Linked DNA regions of Mus musculus: region 1 is linked to region 2. Evidence: chromatin contacts called from public Hi-C data. All regions are on one chromosome and are shown on one strand. Each heading gives the region's core, a stretch centred on a gene start, on an enhancer-like site or on the middle of the called end of the contact. The rest is flanking DNA. Distances are from core to core; before and after follow the strand shown.

What was found. A called contact is a pair of places that touch in the nucleus more often than the background predicts.
Region 1: a Hi-C map of myocytes shows a contact between it and region 2, with 2.3 times the contacts expected there. The contact joins two enhancer-like sites. A contact is called at or near these places in 6 of 484 Hi-C or Micro-C datasets (cerebellum, cortical neurons, myocytes and 3 more) and 1 of 115 datasets of contacts at active chromatin or transcription factors (embryonic forebrain).

What each region holds. Positions count from the first base shown.
Region 1 is chr11:118,728,260-118,733,573 of GRCm38.p6, forward strand. The region is part of intron 2 of Rbfox3 (RNA binding protein, fox-1 homolog (C. elegans) 3); the gene reads right to left. Among named protein-coding and RNA genes, the nearest start is that of Gm11750, 54 kb to the right of the region's middle. Within about 2 kb of position 1,377, at least 15 of the 459 cell types and tissues checked have an H3K27ac peak or open chromatin away from gene starts, as enhancers often do. A contact at or near this core is called in cerebellum and myocytes, where this site is marked.
Region 2 is chr11:118,325,456-118,330,897 of GRCm38.p6, forward strand. The region is part of intron 1 of Timp2 (tissue inhibitor of metalloproteinase 2); the gene reads right to left. Among named protein-coding and RNA genes, the nearest start is that of Cep295nl, 14 kb to the right of the region's middle. Within about 2 kb of position 2,301, at least 175 of the 459 cell types and tissues checked have an H3K27ac peak or open chromatin away from gene starts, as enhancers often do. A contact at or near this core is called in cerebellum and myocytes, where this site is marked.

The DNA of each region.
Region 1 (5,314 bases), core at 127-2,626, 400 kb after region 2:
CCTTTTCTTGGAAAGCCTCTCTGGCCCGCCTCTCCCCCGTCCATCTGCTCCTGTATTCAAACCCTGTCAGCTTGAGGCGCTCTGCTCTCTCTCGCAACCTGTGATAACCCCTTCCTTGGCCATGCCCTGACCTCATTTGTCATAATTTCCATTGGTCCTCCAATCCCCACACCTCTCCCCTTCTCAGCCCCACCCCCACCCGACTGTTCCAAGCACCACACCCCGCCCCAGGCTGCCCAGCCCTTCCCCAGCACGAGGGGCAGATCTTACAGCAGAAGGGTTTAATTGCATGTCAAAATTAAATCTCTTTTGATGAAGAACAATTCAACTACGGCTCTGCCTAATCAAATTAACAAAGTCTTTTTTGATTTTCAATTATCTTCTTCATAGGAACACTTTATCCGAGGCTCCTGCGATGGCACCCGACAGGCCACGCATTCTCAATGAGAGCTTCCTCCGGATGCACTGACCAGGGCCCAAGCTGCCTGCCCTGGACCAGCCAGAGGTCTGCAAAGAGCCTGGGCCTCCCAAAAGTAGAAGCGTTAGGGCTCTGAGGAGGGGTGGCGGGTGGGGGGTAGCAGATCCATCAGTGGGAAGAGAGAACCCAGTTGAGAGCTGCAGAGCCCCGCCGCAGCTTTCGGCAGAACCTATATCTCCAGCTCTGTCCATGTGCCAGGGCACCTGTCTCTCACCCCTGCCACGTTTTAGCACGCTTATTGAACATCTGTCTTTCACATCAACCGCTTAGGCTCTATGACTATCAGCGGGAATCTCTGCCTTGAGACCAGCAATATCCAGCTGGAGTATCATGCAAACTACACGTACAATCTTCATTTCCAGACGCCACATGGAAAGGAAAAAGGAACCTGGTGCCCTGGCTGTATGACTGTGAGCTCAGCACTCAGGAAGCTGAGACCGGAAGACCAAGAGTTCAAGGTCAGCGTGAGACCCTCTCAAAAAACAAACACAAAACAAAAAAAACAAACAACAAACACAGGTTCAAAACAATTCAGCCCTATGCACACCGTCGGTAAGGAAACCGGCCAGTCTCAAATGAGTCTGGGGAAGCGGTGTGTGTTTCCCCGGGAGTCTCAGTCCCTGCGGGGCTTGTGGTTGCCTCTGTGAGAGGGGCTGTGTTGCCCCTGTGAGGGGGGCTGTGTTTCCCCATGCACAGCCCAGTTGCTGAAAGGGAGTCTTAGTCACTGCGGGGCTTGTGGCTGCCACTGTGAGAGGGGCCGGCCGTCTAGGATAAGAGTGTGCTGGAGATTGAGAGGAGACGGTCTCTGGCTTCCAGTCCCTTCAGCTGTCACAGGGTTGGGGTGCCTGTGACATGAGTAAGCTGGAGGCATCATGTGGGTGCGGCCCAACACAGAAATGGATGTCTGGGGCAGCTGTGGGGGCGGGGCCTCCTTACAGAGCTCCTCCCCTTTCTTGCCTTCTAACAGCTTGGGTCTCCTGGCAATAAGAAGTCTCTCGCTCACTTCCTGTCCAGATTTCTCCGGATTTTACTTCTCCCTTCCTAGACTCCAAGGATCCCTCGCCTCTTCTTTCTTCTCTTCCTTTTTGCAGAGCTGAGGGTTGAACCCAGGGCACTAGGCATGCTGGGAAAGCACCCTGCCTCTGAGCTTTCCCCCTCCCCAGGTTAGCAGGTCATCTCTCCTCTTTGTGTCCCGTTTGGACTTTGTCAAGCAGTTTGTGAAGCTGTGGCCACCAAAGCACGTTCCCAAAGAGACCCAGCAAGATCCATCCCAGAAGGATTCCAGTCACACACAACAGGGGTCGACAAAACCAGAGACCTACCTGGGATTTTAAATATAGGTCCCTGGGTCATCTGGCCACATCTGGCTGCACAGATTTGGTTCTTTTGAGGCTGTGTGCTATATGCCATCATGAATGGGGACAGATGCTGGACAACAGGCCCACAGATACCCACTGCAGATAGAAAATAGTCACCTAGGTGATAAGCAGGCATTCTCTTGGGTCCAGGGGACAGACACTGAGAGGACTCAGCCTCCTGGGTGTATTAGTTATTGTTCTATCGCTGTGACAAAATACATGACCAAGGAAACTTATAAAAGAATGTTCATTTTGGCCTACCATGTCACAGGGCTAAAGTCAATAACAGGAAAGCAAAGGCCTGGATGGCAGCAGGAACAGCCAGCCACAGTGGAGGGCAGAGCATGCTGGGAATGATGTGAGTCCTTTCATACCTCGAACAAGCCTAGTCCCAGTACCTCACCCAGGGCCACACCCCCTAATCCTTCCCAAACAGTTCCACCAACTGGAGATCAACTATTCAAACATGATTCTCCGGAGGCCATTCTCATTCAAACTCACACACGGTGTCTGGTGTCTCGCTGATGTCACCAAGAAGCTTCATTCTGGTATGACATTGCTAAAGAGTTGGTCTCTCCCAAGAGCACACACAGGTCAGCTGGCACATGGATTTTCCACTACCCTGCTTCCTGCATGCCTCCAGCGGGAGCCGGGGCTGGGCCAGCATGGGCAGATGCTCCTGCTAAGCCACCTTCACACCTGCTCTGCTGGTCTTGGCATGGCATCCTTGCAAAGTCTTGTCAGAAACCTTGTCCTGGTGGTCTCTGGCAACACCTCTCCTACCTGAGTTTCCCCCAGACTCCTGCAACCCCCATGTTCCTGGGACGTTCCCCAGTAAGCACTGAGTTGTGAGTATTAGAAGCCCAGGCGGAAGTCTTCAGTATGAAGCTAAGCTCAGATTGAAGTGGGCTGATCTGAGTGGCTGGGGAAGCCACGCTGGCGAAGAGAGGCTTCACCATCCAGGCTGTGGTGCACATTTCTGAGTAACTCCATTGCTTTTCGTGTGCACACGGGGTTGCATGCTGTGTAGACTCCATGTCACGCACCTCAGCAGATCCCAGGCTCCCCCGTCTGCTTACTGTCTGCTTATTGTCCGCCATGGAGCAGATGTATCTTACAGTGGTGGCCCTGGGTCACAGAGCCCCCATCTCCTTTCCAACCCACCTTTTTGCCAAAGCCCTGGTTGCCCAGTTGAGAGAGCTGTTGTCCAGAAAGCTTAAATCACCTCAAAGGAAGGTGTAGAGACACCATTCCCTGTGCCCTCAGCCACCACAGTGCCAGGTGGAAGGAGCCCTTGGCAAACACACTATTTGATTAAAGGTTGAGACACCCCTTCCATTCCTAGCACCAAACCTCAGGCTTTCTTAACAAAGATTTAATCGCTGTTTTTTAAAATTTCATTGGTGAGAGGGGTCAGCAGGTCAAGGCTCTGTCACCAAGACTAACGACCTGTGTTTGAGCCTCAAAGCCCACATGGAAGAATAAGAGAACTAACCTCTGACTTCCACAGGTGTGCTCCAGCATGTGTGCCCGTCAAAGGGACACAGCTCCCTGGGGCACCCCTCTCCAGGTGGCTAGCTCCTTCCCAGCCCTGAAAGGTGTCTTGCATGGGACAGGGGACGGGGGCGGGGGGACGACGACTAGCATAGCAACTTAGTGTTTATGGGGACTTTTTTCAGGCATCCAGCAAGAAAATACAATTTGTGGTTAGAAAGTCATCATGAAAGTGAGCTAAAGTGAAACTCAGTCACCCAGGGGTGCTACAGACCCAGGGGCTCAGCCCCACCCTAATCTCCATCCTCCAGGGACACTCAAACTGCTCTGGGCCTCACCCTGAGTCCCAGCAGACAGAGAATGGCTTGTGAGTCAACTGTGGATCCTGGCATCCTCACTTCCTGTTCAGAAGTGGGACATCCTTCTTGTGTGGAGAGGTAGGGGAATGGAGGTCACACGAAGGTGGGGGGAACATCTCCTGTCAAGCACCTTGGATGACACCTCAGTCCACACCCAGAGCAGGATTAAAGCCAGCCTGCTCAGAATCACACTGAACTCCCACGGCAAAGCAGGGCTTATCAACTTCTCCATAGCAACAAGGACAGGCCACCTTGAGGACATTGCTTAGACGAGGGGTGTGGTCAAGTCCTGATGGTCCAGGGAGAGGAAGTATTACTTGCAGGGACAACGGGGAGCAGAGAGGGTCTTTGAGCCTCAGGGAACCTTTGCTTGGGGACCCCAGGTAGGGGGAGCAATGAAAGAGGAGCACCTTCCCAGGTGATAGCTTCAACACAACTGGCTGTGGGTCTGTGGATGGTAGAGCATCCGCTCACTGGCCATGGGGACCCACCCAGATCTAAGCAGGCTTCTCTGCTTGAAGCAGTGCGGTCCACCTGCCAGGAGTGTTTCTAGCTCCAAAGAGTGTTCATGAAGGAAGGCCACACAGGGTGCCAGCAGCTGGGACTGTGTGACCCCCAAGGTCTGCATCTGCCCTCAGCCTCACTCCCTCTGTAGAGTCTGAAAGTCTGGTTTCTGAGCTCCTGCAAAAGAATGGAAGGGCGGGGCTCTGCACAATCCCTCCTCCTCAGGCTCACCCTGGGCCTGCCTGTCTCAGGACCTAAAGGACAGCAGCTGGTCAGGCAGGGGACTGGGCCCAGCAAGGCCACAGCCACACATTCTATACCCTGCCTGCTGCACTGTCAACCACAACCAATAACAGCACATGGCAGCTTCAAATGCCGAGAATCAGCATGTCACTCTTCTCTCCTCGCCAAGGACTGTGGCTGACGGCTGCTCTGGACACATTTTGAGACAGAATAGGAGCTGGTTATGCCCAGTCGTTCCTCTGCTACATCAGCAGCATCTCAAGGGAACAGAGCAAGGCCACAGCATGTTCCAGAAACCGACAGGATTACCTTCCCTGGCCCGGGGGCCTTGTACTAGGATGAATACCTTCAGGCCCTTGCATACTCCCCAAGGGCCGGGGATGCCTGCTGCATTGGTGCTTGTGGTTCAGGCATCAATAGCTTGCCCCAAATGGAAAATGCGTGGGTACTGACAGGGTGCTATCCTGAACCCCGATGGCAGGGGTGGAGGTGGGATTAAGGCCAGTGCCAGGTACTTAGTGGGCCAAACCACAGCATGCAGGAAAAATAGAGAGCACAGAGCAAGTGTCAGGCAGGGCTTGTGTCTACAACCAGCAACCACCACCACCACACCCACCCCCAGCCGCTGGGAATTACACGTAAGGTTGCCACAGGAAGAAAAAGAGGGGCTCAAGACACCTGGAGGAAAAGGAAGGATAGTCAGTATGTTTCAGAGAGACCATGACCTTGTCCAGCCAGGGCAGGTAGGGCCATGGTGAACAGACCTGCCAGCTGTGGCCCACCTACCCACACACCCGTCTGGAACACTAGTGAGCCACACCGTGTCACTCATTATGCCGAGTTGTCCCTGGGGAGCTCTCTGCTAACCACCCAGGTAC
Region 2 (5,442 bases), core at 1,051-3,550:
ATTGTGGAAGTCCCTTGAGAATCTAAAGACACAACATGCCCAGAGTCCATTGGAGGGTCATAACCTGAAAGAAAGCTGCTTGCAAGAGTCTTCCTTGTTGGAGTCTGGAGTCTGTAACCCTCTTGTGGGCCCACCTGCTCTTGGGACAATCCCATAAGCCAACTGAATATTTAAGTCCTATGCACGGCTCCTACTCAGCTCCCTCTCTGGGGCGAGTTTCCCACAATGAGCCAGATAAACCTGTAGCTATCAACACCTGTCTTCTGAGGTTGAAAAGATTTACTCAGGATCACCAGAGGGTCACTACCTGGCCACTCGATCCTTCAGGATTCTGCTGTGACACGGGTCCAGCAAGGTCCTATAGAAAACCTGTCAGTTTAATTTGGCCAGCGATAGTTTTAAGGCTACTGGCATTAAGGTGGGGGAGATCCCTCAGGGAAAAACCTCCCTCATCCCATCGATACAAATAGATACAAATGGATACAAATGCAGTAACTTTAGGTCTAGCTACAGAAAGACCTCCCTAATCCCGTCATACAAATAGATACAAATGGATACAAATGCGGTAACTTTAGGCCCAGCTGCCGATATCTAACTAAAGTCAGCCACTCTACTTCTTTGTTTCTTGAGAGAGTTCTTGCCAGTCAATTTAGCCGGATTATATATATATATAAAATCTTTCTCCCAGAGTAAACAAAGGCTCTGGTGGCTTTCTCCAGTCTGTTCTGCTTGGGGATGAAGGGGTGGGGTGATAAGGTCTTGTCCTTTACATCCTCCATTCAGCTAGCAAAGTGCCAACGGCACCCATAACTAGACCCTGACTGAGGTGGCCCCTTGGGATCAGTTTCTTGTCCCTTTAGAGAGAGCATCACAATACACATAGCTGGTCAGCCAGGCTGCCTTTCCATTGAATTTGGATTAATTTGTCTTGAACTCTGAAAGTCAGCCTGGAGAAGAACTGGGCAATGCCCCAATTCTATACCCTCGGCTGGGGACGTAAGATCAGCCACACCGTCCTGGCTTTGTCCTGTGACAGCTGCCATCAGATGGTTACAGTGTTCAGGATGCTGTCCTTGAACTGCTGTGGGACCTGAGTTGGGCTGTGGAGGGCATGGGGACGACCACTTGGATGGACCTTTCTTGTTCCTTAGAATGGGACGACTTCACTGGCTGGAGGACCCACTGAAGATGGGGAATAGTGGTCAACAGAGGGGCTTTGTCCTGGAGCCCTAAAACCTGTTCTGGCTCCCAGGTCTTGAGGCAACACCTCAGCATGAGGATGTAGAGTTATAGGTGAGCAGCCAGGTGTCGCAAGGGATGAAAGGCAGGTTTGGTGCTCACAAGTCCTCAGGTACCAAGGATTCCAGCTCTACCTGCTGTCTCTGGCTTCATGGTGATCAACCTTCTCACTGTTGTGACCTCACGGTGACCTCTGCAGATTGCTGAGGTCGTCCACTGAACTCTACCCTGCCTTGTTTGCTCCACGCCCAGCCACTCTGGTTGGTGGGGGAAAAAAAAAAAAGACCTTCCCCAAATCCTTTTTCTCTCATTTCCCTAAAAAGGAAAAGGGGGCTGTCATTCAGTAATTAAAAACAGTCCTGTGCTGGTGAGCAGGATTCCACACTGCCTTCCTCTGTCAGCAGCTGAGACCAGCCAGCCCCTCCCACAGAAACTCCCAAATCCGATGATCTGTCCCTTCATAGGCAGCAACTGGGCTTTTGGGGAGTGTGAAGCCAAGCAGGACTCCAGCCTTGGGGAAGGGCCGAGCCTACTCAGGATGAGGTCAAGACCTGTTCATCTACAACAACCCAGGTCAAGGCGAGCCGATGGGTGTGGCTGAGGGTGAGGGAGGAGGGGGATGGGGTTCCAAAGCTCTGGCCAAGGGACTGCAGGACACTCAGCTCTGGGCCACACCACTCATGGACTGGTGCCTGGGAATGTGCCAGGCCTGCCTAGCAGCAGGCTCCCTGCCCACCGCTCAGATTCTAGCATGATCGCATGCACAGGAGGGCGGCTGTCCGCTAGATGCCCGTCTCCATGGAGACCAGCTTTCCCATCTCCATTTCCTGCCCATTCCTCTGGCTCTTCTCCGGGAGGGCGATGGCACATCTATATGAGCGAGCAGAAGCAAGCTACAAGCATTCTTGGCCCAGCCCTCCAGCTGCATCATGCCCCCCAGGACCCTGGCTCTATCCTTCTAGGCCTGGTGGAACCAAGCCCACGCCCTGCAACCCTTCCTTTACAGTGGCGGGCCAGCAGAATCTCATGCCAAGGCCTTAAGTGCGGCCCTTCCCATTCACGTGCCGCTGAATCATTTGAAAAACATCCATCCCGCTCGTGGGAGGGTTTGCTGAGAACAGTGTGGCTTTGTGGAGGAGGCTGCTGCTCCGCAGTTTCTATGCCAAGAAGCCAAGGGCCTCACGGGAGCCAAGCTCAGCCCTGTAAAATCCCGAAGCCGGGCAAGCCGGGCAGCATAGAGCAGGGCAGAGAAAGCCCAGAGAGATCCCCAAGGGCACTCTGCCGACCCCTGTAAACCATCTGTCTTCCCATAGCACTGAGGCAGGTTGGGGTCTTCACTTGGTGGCTGTGGATGGAAAGATGGATGGACGGATGGACAGACGGATGTCGGTCATCTTTCTTCGTTCGCTCCTTTCCCAGGAGCAGACCCTAGGATGACCAGACCTTTGGGCCTTTGCTTTAGTGCTTAGCACTGACAATCCTGGGCCTATAAATGGGACACTAAGGCATGGAGCTGTGAGCAGAGCCCATACACCATGTCTGAAGGGGCACTGCAGAATGTACGTTCTCATTCCCCAGCCCCTCATCAGTAGAGCCCCACCCCAAGCCACGGAGTACGGAAGGACATTCAGGATAGCCCTCAAGTGTCCAGCCAGATGGTCTAGGGCCCATAGCTTCCCCAGTCTGGATCCTCTGAAGACTGGTGAGAGGCCAGACCCTGTCTGGTTTTGGACTCTGATCTCTTGCTCTTATGTACTTGTTGGGGAGGGGGAACAATACAGGTTAGAGAGGGTCCCTGCCCCACTCCCAAACTCATGCCCCTTTTCTAAACGCATCCTCTCATTGATATGGAGTCCTGGGTGCTGCTGTTAGCATGTGCATGCACGGCTTGGTGCTTAGCATATGTACATGTGCTAGCCATGCAGGCAGTTAGGTAGGGAGAGGTGACTGAGCCAAGTGTGTCCCAGTGGATCATCCTAGTCACCACTGACTGGCTCAGCCAGTGTGGCAGTGAGCAGTGCAGGCACCTGCGTCTCTCACCTGGTGGACATCCCAGGCATGCCCCAACCTGTGGACAGTGACTGCTGCTGTCCTGCAAATCTGGGTAGACAGGGTGCCTGTCCAGCACACGGTCAGCCCCGGAGACTTTTCTGAGTACATGTACACTGGAGAAAATGCATGGGGCAGAGATGCGAGGATGGAGCTTGATGAAAAGGATTCTGGTGAGTGCAGCACGTAGTCGGAATAAAGGTTCTGCCCCCTGCCCCTGTGGGTACAGAGACACAAAGCCGGGAGAAGCTCTGGCATACACAGTGCTCTGAGGAGGTGCAGGGCAAGAGTGCTTCAGGAGGCGAAGGATAAAGGCAGCCTCCATGCCTGGACTCTTCTGCAACCAGACAGAGCTCTGTACAAACCCAGAAGCCTCACACTCGCCCTTAATACTCCATCTCAGTAGGCTAGGCCTGGAGTGTGAATATGGACTGCTCTAACCCTGGCCAGCAGTGCTATCTATGAGAACCAATGCCTCAGGATTTGAGTGGTGTCAAGCAGGAGTGTCCTCTGAACACCCTGTGGGAAGCCACATGTGCCGTTGCAGAGTGGCACTGACTACTGCTGGCCACCACGCATAAGTTTGGACAAACAACCAATGTGTACATATGCAGTAAAGTTTTTTGCAAAGACACTGCCTGGCCCGGGCATGATAATGAGGTTCTGTAAGGTACTGAGAGTATAACCAATCAGATGTGAGACATGCAAATGAGGTATGATAATGAGGCTCTGTGAGGTACAGAGAGAGAGAGTAGCCAATCAGATGAGGAACATGCAAATGAGGCTTAGTGCATAACCAATCCGGGTGTGAGACATGCCTCTCCTAGGCCTATAAAAGCAGCACCAGTTCTGGGCTCGGGGTCTTTCGCCTCTACAATCAAGCTCTCCCAATAAACGTGTGCAGAAGGATCCTGTTGCAGCGTCATTCTTCCTGGCCAGTCGAGCGCGCGTAAGAACACCCGTCAAGAATGCAGATGCCAGTGACAGAGATGGCTGAAGTTGGGCATGAGGGAGGAGACGGACTCTCAAGACTGGGGAGTCAGCGTGTTGACCCCTTGCCTGTCCCCTGAGTGACAGAGCCTTTACTCTTGTCACTGTGGTCCTTGAGGCTGATGGGTGAGGAGAGTGGAGGGTGCTGTGGAGGCTCCAGGTTACACACCCGAGGACTTTGCATTGCCACTCAGATGTCTCAGTGTAACCTAAAGGGTGAAATGGGGTCCACACTAACTCATGACCCTTTGCGGATAAGATGGGAAGGCAGTCATGACATCTCCTCAGGGAATCGCTGGAAGTCATTGTTTTAGCATGAGGAGATCCTAGGGGTTGGATTTACAACCTATACCACTGGCCTGAGCCAAGGCTAGCCCATCCCCCTTTAGCCTCGTATAGAGACAGGTGGGAGAGGGCAGGGTTTTTCCACATGCTCCCTGCCAAGGGACAGTGTAGGTGTTACTGTCCAGGCAGAGGTGACTCATCCTTCATCATGTCTCAGCACCCATCCCTACACCTACTTTTAGCTCAGTGTAGCTGAGGAGAAGCAATCCCTTACTCAGAACATGGGCCACAAATACCATTTTTGTAAATGGAAACAAAAACAATGTGCTGCGCCCTGGGAAGATGGGTCTGCTCATTGGGCTGTGGCTTCCAACTAAGTTGGGAGGCTCGGTTACACAACATGAGGTCCAGTTGTGACCGCATCTTTAGGCTGAGGGACGCCGCAACACCCACTCGACTCCTCTGGATGGAGGTGGTGCTGCAGGGTGCCCCGTATCATGCAACACTGAGCCTCAGCCAACAGTCAGGCAGAAACGAGGTCTGACAACCGGGAAACAAAAGCAGATTCCAAACCCCTGTGGGATATCACTACGGTCCAGCCAGATGAGGAGCACGGTAGCAGGCGGCTTCGGACTCAGGCTGCTCAGAACCACACACCCACCGGGCCCAGTATGTAACATCATGCTGTGGGCCTAACCCCTGGGCAACACTGCTCACACAGGCTACTCAATGCTCGTGTGTTCTGCTATGCACAAGCTGTACGGCCCTCATAGACTGCTCCCAGCTTACCTGCTGGGACAGGGCTGGGGAAAGGGTCGGGGACAGCAATTGGCACTCCGTGTAGATGAAAACTATCAGGAGAGCAGAGGAAACTCTTTC